Regions from separate parts of the Mus musculus genome. Here region 1 is linked to region 2. A link is a contact called in public HiChIP or PLAC-seq data. All regions are on one chromosome and are shown on one strand. Each heading gives the region's core, a stretch centred on a gene start, on an enhancer-like site or on the middle of the called end of the contact. The rest is flanking DNA. Distances are from core to core; before and after follow the strand shown.

Region 1 (3,640 bases), core at 583-3,082, 440 kb before region 2:
TCACAAAATGACAAGACGTTCTGGTACTGTGTTAAGCCATATTGGGCCTTGAGGCACAGAAGAAAACAAGGGGAAGGATCGTAATAGTGACGTCTTAAAAGTTTTACCATCTTGTTTGTCATAGGTTTGCACAGAATCTGATTATTTTAGCACTGCACGAGGAGGCTGTGTTTCTTCCTGATTGAGGTCTCAGCCTGGAACAGGGGATCCCATCTGGCTTCTTCATTTCACTTTTCAGGTCTCCCTTTCCCCTCAGGAACTGAATCCCCTCCACTGTTCCTAGCAACAGTAGTAAGCTGTGGAGTTGAAGCTGGCTCCGGAAGTTTCATTTGGATGTGGCTAGGGGAAAAACAGGCAGAAGGTCATCACAGAAATCATCATTTGTCCTTTCGTTTGATCATTTCTTTCTCCAGAACTGATCTAAGTTGATGCTTAGCCAGGATATGGTCTGGAGACCCATAAAGATACCAGGTCTTTGTGCTTGGTGTTGTCACATGCCCGTCTAGAGGCCATGTTTTCAGTCTACCCGAGCCTCCCCGGTACTTCCCAAAACCACGTCAATGCTTTCCCAGATGCCTTCTTTCCTTCCTTCCAATTTAGCCTTGGCTAACTGAGGCACGGAGAACAGTGCAGCTTTTTACAAAGATCTGGTTGAAGATGGGCATGGTAGGCACACCTGCAGTGCCAGCACTCAGGAGGCAAGGACAGGGGGAATCAGGAGTTCATGGCTATCCTCAGACATGTAACGAGTTTGAAGCTAGCTTGTATCATATGAATCCCCGTCTTCAAAAAACAGGAAAATGGACGGTGTGGAGATAGTCCATCAGGGCTATAACGATACCTCAGAAAGTAATATGCTGGCCATGCTTATGTGAGGACCCTAGTTCAATCCCCAACACCAGCATGAATAAAAACCAGCAGGGAGATGTGTACTTGAAATGCCCAGTGTCAGAGTGTGGAGATAGGTTGGTCTCCGAGGCTCACTGGGTAAGCAACTTAACTGGGGAGTCCTAGGGAAGACATCATGTCTCAAATTCCAGGATGGCTGGATCCTGAAAAAGAACACTGAAGATTGCTTTCAGGCCTCCATGCACATGTACATCTGACTTTGCTCCACATAGGTGACCAAAAAACCCAAAACAAAACAAATACCCAAAAATCAACAACAAAAACAAATACCCCACAGCAAATAAAACAACAACAAAACAAAAACAAAAAACAAAAACCTTAAAAAAATAAAACCCCAAAACCCCCAAAATCCAATAACAAACAAAAATCCAACAAAAACAAATACCAGGCTGACCTGCTGCTCTGAATAGCTAACATGCTGGTCTCTTAATCTCAGAGGCCATCCTGTTGTCCTTGTCATCTGGCTTCTGATGGGCTCTACTTGGCTTGTAGCCACATCATCCCTGCTAAGGTCAAAGGTTGCCAGTAGAAATTAGAGCAGAAACAGGCCAAGCTTTCTGTGGCCTGCAGGGGCTGAGCTGGGCCCTAGGCACCAGAACACAAACTATATTGAAACCCAGAAGGATATCTAGATCGTACCTGGGAACTTAGTGGAGAGAGAGAGAGAGAGAGAGAGAGAGAGAGAGAGAGAGAGAGAGAGAGATTGATTCAGGCCCTTAGGTCCAGAACCTGCCTCCCCGCTGAAGCAGGGAAGCCAGAGAGAAGACACAGATGAGAAAGGAGAGGAGTGTGGAGTTCAATGGATTATCCCAGAAGGACTTGGGCTTGGTCCAAGCCTAGCATTTGAAAGGGGGACAGAATGAAGGCTCTCTCCCTCTTGAGACTGGGAACACATGTTCTGTGATTCAAAGGGCAGAGCCTCAGCCCATGGCTCATGAGTTATTCATGAGCCGTCCCACTTCTAGGTTTGAGGGATGGTTATTTATAGCACATAATCCTTTTTACAAAATGACACTACCCAGGCTGCAGGCTGAATTACATTTTAAGGCAAGTGTCCTGGACTGGATGGAGATCCTGTTGGTAATACAGAACATACATAATGCGGGCTCGAAGAGGAGTATGTATAACTCGTATTTTTACCACGCGTCTTTACAATAGAATAGGCTTTTGACAGCCATTCCCAGTGGTGACTATGGCTAAGAACAGAGCGGCATGACATCTATTTATATCAATTTTAAAACAGCAGGGGAAAAAAAAACCCCTCAAGCCCTTTTATTCCCACTGAGCAGCGGCTGCATGATGCATGCTGTTGCCCAAGGCTCTGATTTCCTGGCATTCTTCTGTCTTGATTGTCTACATATTTCCCTGCCCACGTGTGCACTGGACAGCCTCTACACAGCTGAGGACAAATAAGGTATATTGCATGTAGCCGGGTCAGGTCTTTTTCTATGACACATAGCCTCCAGGTTTCCACGTACATCCACATTTCATGCAGATGCAAGGGCTTATCTCTGGTGAATAATGAAGAGATAAATGTAAGAACAGTATTGGCAAGGGGCTCTACAAAGGGCAGGGGACATTCCTAGGCGAAGGGTAAACAGTGAGATCCAATGAGGACACTCTCACCTCAGAAAGAATCACTGGAGGCAGTGAGTTCTTGGGCTTAGGAAATGGAGATTAATTGGTAGAACATGCCTAGCTAGCATGCATCCCACTTGACGATATACGTCCACAATGCCAACATGTGCAATATGTAGACAGGAGGATCAGAAGTCCACTGTTATTCTTAGCTACATATCGAGGTCAATGCACACCTATGCTACACAAGACCTAGTATTAAAAAATGGATACAGACCATACTGTGCTCTCCTGTTCTAGCATTAAAAAAGAATTCCTCTGCTCCAAAGACAGTCTCTCATCAGGCAAGATGGTGATATCTTAGTTCCACAATGCAAAATCACCCACTGCACTATCATCATCTTGCATTTTTGAAAGATTTATTTGTTTTTACCCTATGTGTGCTGGTGTTTTGCCTTCACGTGTGTCTGTGCACCTTGTGCATGCAGCACCCAAAGTTGCCAGAACTAAAGTTGTGAGTCACCGTGTGGGTGCTCAGAATTGAACCCAGGTCCTCAGAAGGAGTAAGTAGCCAGCGCTCTCAACCACTGAGCCATTCCTCCAACCTCATAACTGTGATTTTAGTGAGAGATTAAGGAGAAAGGGATCAATCCAACCAACAGAAGAGTATGCACACATGTTTATTAATGATTCACTTATAATCCACATCTTTGCGGTCTGTGTTTGTGCGGGGAACATGCACATGACTCTTCCCACTGAGAATTCCTTATCACAAAGTCCTGCTTTCAGAATATGAAGAGCTATTAGGCCTCTTCTGTGTCTCGTGTTAGCTTTTTTTTTTCAGGATGCAGAGAAATGATGGCAGTACCCACTAGTTAGTTCATCATGCAAGGGTGTAGGCAGAAAGTCCCTGTGAAATGAAGGATGTTCAATTAATAATTCCCACGTTATAGTTGGCTTCATTAGGAAGTTATTACATAAAGAATGGAAGTTCATTTAAAGTTAAATACACACACACACACACACACATAATTTTATGCATAGGGCTCTGGGCTCCTTCCCTAGCACCGTGTGAACAAGGTTGTAATCCAAAGTTGCAAGGGAGTACGGAAGGAGCAGAAGTTAAAAGGCCTCCATGCTATATAATGAGTTT
Region 2 (3,676 bases), core at 527-3,026:
TTCTTGAGATTCTCTATTGTTCTTAGAAACAAATTTTCTCAAGAGAGCATGATACATAGCCCAAAGAACTGTAGTTCTACACACACACACACACACACACACACACACACACTTAAATCTAATATGATAGTAGAGGTTTCAACTTCTTCTGGGCTCATGTTCTTCACAGATAACTACAAGAGCTACTATCTGATGCATCACTATGTTCTACTCCATAGTCTCTCAAGGTGGCCATCTTCACTGTATCATGGAACACAGTGACACCACTCCCGTCCTGTTGGATTTTTCAGAGTAGTTATGGCACTTGACTTCTATGTAACAAACTCATTTTCTAGTCTCTGTAAACTCTCAGTTCAGGTGGGGAGGTAAAATTTATCAGCTCATTACTTGAACCATGCAAAGCCTCATTTTAGTTTATTGCAACCTTTATAGTGGTTGTTGAGTGACCTTAGGAAACAATTGACAATTGCAGAACTGGTTGATATCAGCATATCTGTGAACAATGGTGCTATTGATAACTATTAGAAATCAATAATTATTTCATAAAATATATTATAAAATAATATATTGAATTAAATGATCTTATGGGACAGGTACTTTGAAAATGTAAATTAGTGATTAAATTCATATAACTTCTTAGTACTAACAAAGTACATCAAGAGCTTCTTGAAACAAAGTGCATTTGTGAAGGATTACAGCATATCATGAATAAATTATCTAAAATTGGTGTTTGTCTGTCCTTTCTGGTGGGAACTCAGGGACCACTTTACAATAGGAATTATTGTAAGTTCGAGCTAGTCAATTGTCTAAGTTAACAAACATCCATACTATATTTATTTTGGGACCTTTGAAGGCCACATTGTAGGTGTAACCAGAAGTTCTGCAATATTTGTCTTTCTGCTTCGCAGTAAGGAAGCCTCTGGTTTGTAAGAAGCTGCATAGCTACCCCGATAAAGAGCACATTCACCAGTTCCCTATAGCCAGGTTTACACAGATGACTAAGTCCCACCTACTGGGTGGGTAGGAGTAAAATTACAGCTTCCAAAAAACTTCCTTAAATGGAAGAGACACCCTCTCCTTGCCCTCCCTCCTCCCAAATGGTGGAATAGGAGTGATGACAGAGGCTCATGGAATCTCCTTGACCTTATGGAAACCACATGTCAGGAGTCCAGAGAACTGCAGGACTGTAACAGACACTCATACCAATCTTGCAGTGATCAACCAGACCTTACTTTATGGTTGGCTGTTACTCTGAGGTTTTCTATTTTCTACTTTGGCATTCCAGGTAGTTGGAAGTTAATCTGATAACACAGCCTGTGATTGTCTAGGGAGAAGGAAGACAGGAGGGAAAAATATCGGAGGGAAAAGAAAAGAAAGAGAGAATGAGAAAGAAGAGGAGGAGGGGACAAAGGAGGAAAGGGTGGAAAGGAGAAAAGAAGGAGGAAGAGGATCAGCAGAGTAAGTAGGAAACAGAAAGAGGAAGAGAAAGAGAATGAGGAAGGAGGAAGGAGAGAAGTGGAAGGAACTGAATCGGAGATTAAAATAAATAAACAAAGCCAGCAGCCATTTCTCTCTTTATCCCTTAATGGCCAATATTAAAGAAGAGTTGGTGGGGTGCGATCCAGATGTTGAGCTCGATGACTGGCAGAAAGGGGCCACCCCTGTGTCACAACCTCCATCTGCAGACAATTAATAGCTGGCTGAAACAGGTAACCAAAGGCAGCTGCTTTGGAAAAGGCAGAGGCGAATTGCTTCCACAGTTGATGTCATAACCTAGCCGGCTGCTGAAGAGCAACACCGAGGATGGAAACTCTGACGGACTGGATGGACAGTGCCTCATGGATACCAAATGTTATTGTACATTATTACTCATTGGAATGGTTTGTGGCAAAGACAAATTCTTAGAAGCAACTGGCCATATAGTCTTGTAGTCTAATAACATATGTGTCAGCCAACAGACATATGCCTTAACAGCTTTTAATTATTTCTACTGTTTGCTTACTTCTTTGCATTAAACATGACTTTAGTCTTTTACATATTCATCTGAAATCTCCATTCTCTTACCTTGGTTATCACTTCTCTGTTAATTGCTGCCAAGTCTGTGGGGAAATTTTTTTTTGCAAAAACAATCAGCCTTTCTTCAGGCCGAACAGCTCCATTTACCTTGAACTTTTTTTTTTTTTCTCTTCTATTCATAGTTTCTGCAGATCTCTTTCCTGGCAAGAGCGAAGTTTCGACTGCTTCTGCACCAACTTGTCAGTTAACTCTATAGCTCAAGTGTAACCCTGTTTTACAATGATTGCCCTGGCAGCTTGGCAGTTTCACTCACAGGTGTGTCTCAAGGGCAAAGTCATCCCTGGTGTTCTAGGTTTAACCCTGTTAATCCTATATAAGATTATGCAAAGGGGTTGTGCTGGGCGTGCTATTGCTCTTGCTTGGATTTAATACAAATAGCCTGCCATTGAAGAGGAACAAAGGGATTTTTGATGTGGCTCATCATTGATCCTCATTGGGATAAGGCAAGGCACAAACTCTGAAGCTACTCTAAGTACAAACATTTTCTCCCTCCCCTTTCCTGCTCTCTTCTCTCTCTCACCACTTCTACTGTGTGTGTGTGTGTGTGTGTGTGTGTGTGTGTGTGTGTGTGTGTGTTTGCAAGGGTGTGAGCATTAAGTGTAGAGCCAAAGGTTGGCAGTAGATATATTCCCCGAGTGTTCTTTGCCTTGAGGTCTCTAACTGACCCTGAATCTCACTGCCTCAGCTGGACTGAGTGGTCAGCTAGCTCCAGCAATTGTCCTGTGTCTGCTGCACTCTAACACCGTCATTACTGAAACATGGCACCATGCCCAATCTTTCATATGGGTGCTGGGGTATCTGTACGAATGCCCTCATATCTGTGTGATGTGACAGGCACATTTCCAGCTGAAGCCTTTCCCCATCTCTGGAAATGTCTCTACTTGATACTCCCCATGAAGCAAAGAGACTTAAACAGGGAAGGAAAAACAATCTTAGATAATAATTTGACTGAAACTCTCAGGCGTACCTTACAACGTGTTCTTTGTATGTTCTCATCAATCATGGATATGTCATTACCCTTGGAAATTAATAGCATGGGTTCCATTCACTCTTAGACTAATCCTGTGACAAAACTGTTATGACTCATTAAAAAAATTAAAACCCCATGCACAACCCAAAATACCCATAAATAATTTAGAATAATCATGTGATGGACAATGCAGACATATGGAGAATCATGTACTTTTTATAAGATAGGCTCAGGAATGCACCAAAAGCCAAGATGATGGACGATTCAGGCTCCTTTGAGAGCTCTGTGCTTTGTGACTCCAGCAAGAATGGCAGGCAAGCTGCCAACTAGACAAGGAGTTAGCAATCAGTCGTATATTCTTTGAAGTGTGTCAAATGCTGCTTCCCACCCAGGCACATCTTTTTCCACCTGGTGAGTGGATGTCTTATTTCCATCTCCTTTCTGCAAACAACTCAGCAATTCTGAGCCCCAACACAGGATGCTTGACCACATTCATCCACATCCATCCACACCTGCTTTCCCTCTGCCCAAATCCCTCAACTCTGCCTAGCTTCCGTCTTTCTCATGTCTCTTATCCACGAGAGCACAGTGATCTTGCACTGGGCTCTGAGTCAGAAGATTCCCATCCAA

The links. HiChIP or PLAC-seq counts read pairs in DNA pulled down with a chosen protein or histone mark.
Region 1: an H3K27ac HiChIP or PLAC-seq map of embryonic fibroblasts shows a contact between it and region 2, with 25 read pairs. The contact joins two enhancer-like sites. A contact is called at or near these places in 2 of 15 datasets of contacts at CTCF or cohesin (both in the NIH/3T3 cell line), 5 of 484 Hi-C or Micro-C datasets (3T3-L1-derived adipocytes, adipose-derived mesenchymal stem cells and embryonic fibroblasts) and 2 of 115 datasets of contacts at active chromatin or transcription factors (the NIH/3T3 cell line and embryonic fibroblasts).

What each region holds. Positions count from the first base shown.
Region 1 is chr13:6,472,188-6,475,827 of GRCm38.p6, reverse strand. No RefSeq gene overlaps it. Among named protein-coding and RNA genes, the nearest start is that of Pitrm1, 74 kb to the left of the region's middle. Within about 2 kb of position 1,832, at least 56 of the 459 cell types and tissues checked have an H3K27ac peak or open chromatin away from gene starts, as enhancers often do. A contact at or near this core is called in the NIH/3T3 cell line and embryonic fibroblasts, where this site is marked.
Region 2 is chr13:6,027,726-6,031,401 of GRCm38.p6, reverse strand. No RefSeq gene overlaps it. Among named protein-coding and RNA genes, the nearest start is that of Gm46401, 110 kb to the right of the region's middle. Within about 2 kb of position 1,776, at least 67 of the 459 cell types and tissues checked have an H3K27ac peak or open chromatin away from gene starts, as enhancers often do. A contact at or near this core is called in the NIH/3T3 cell line and embryonic fibroblasts, where this site is marked.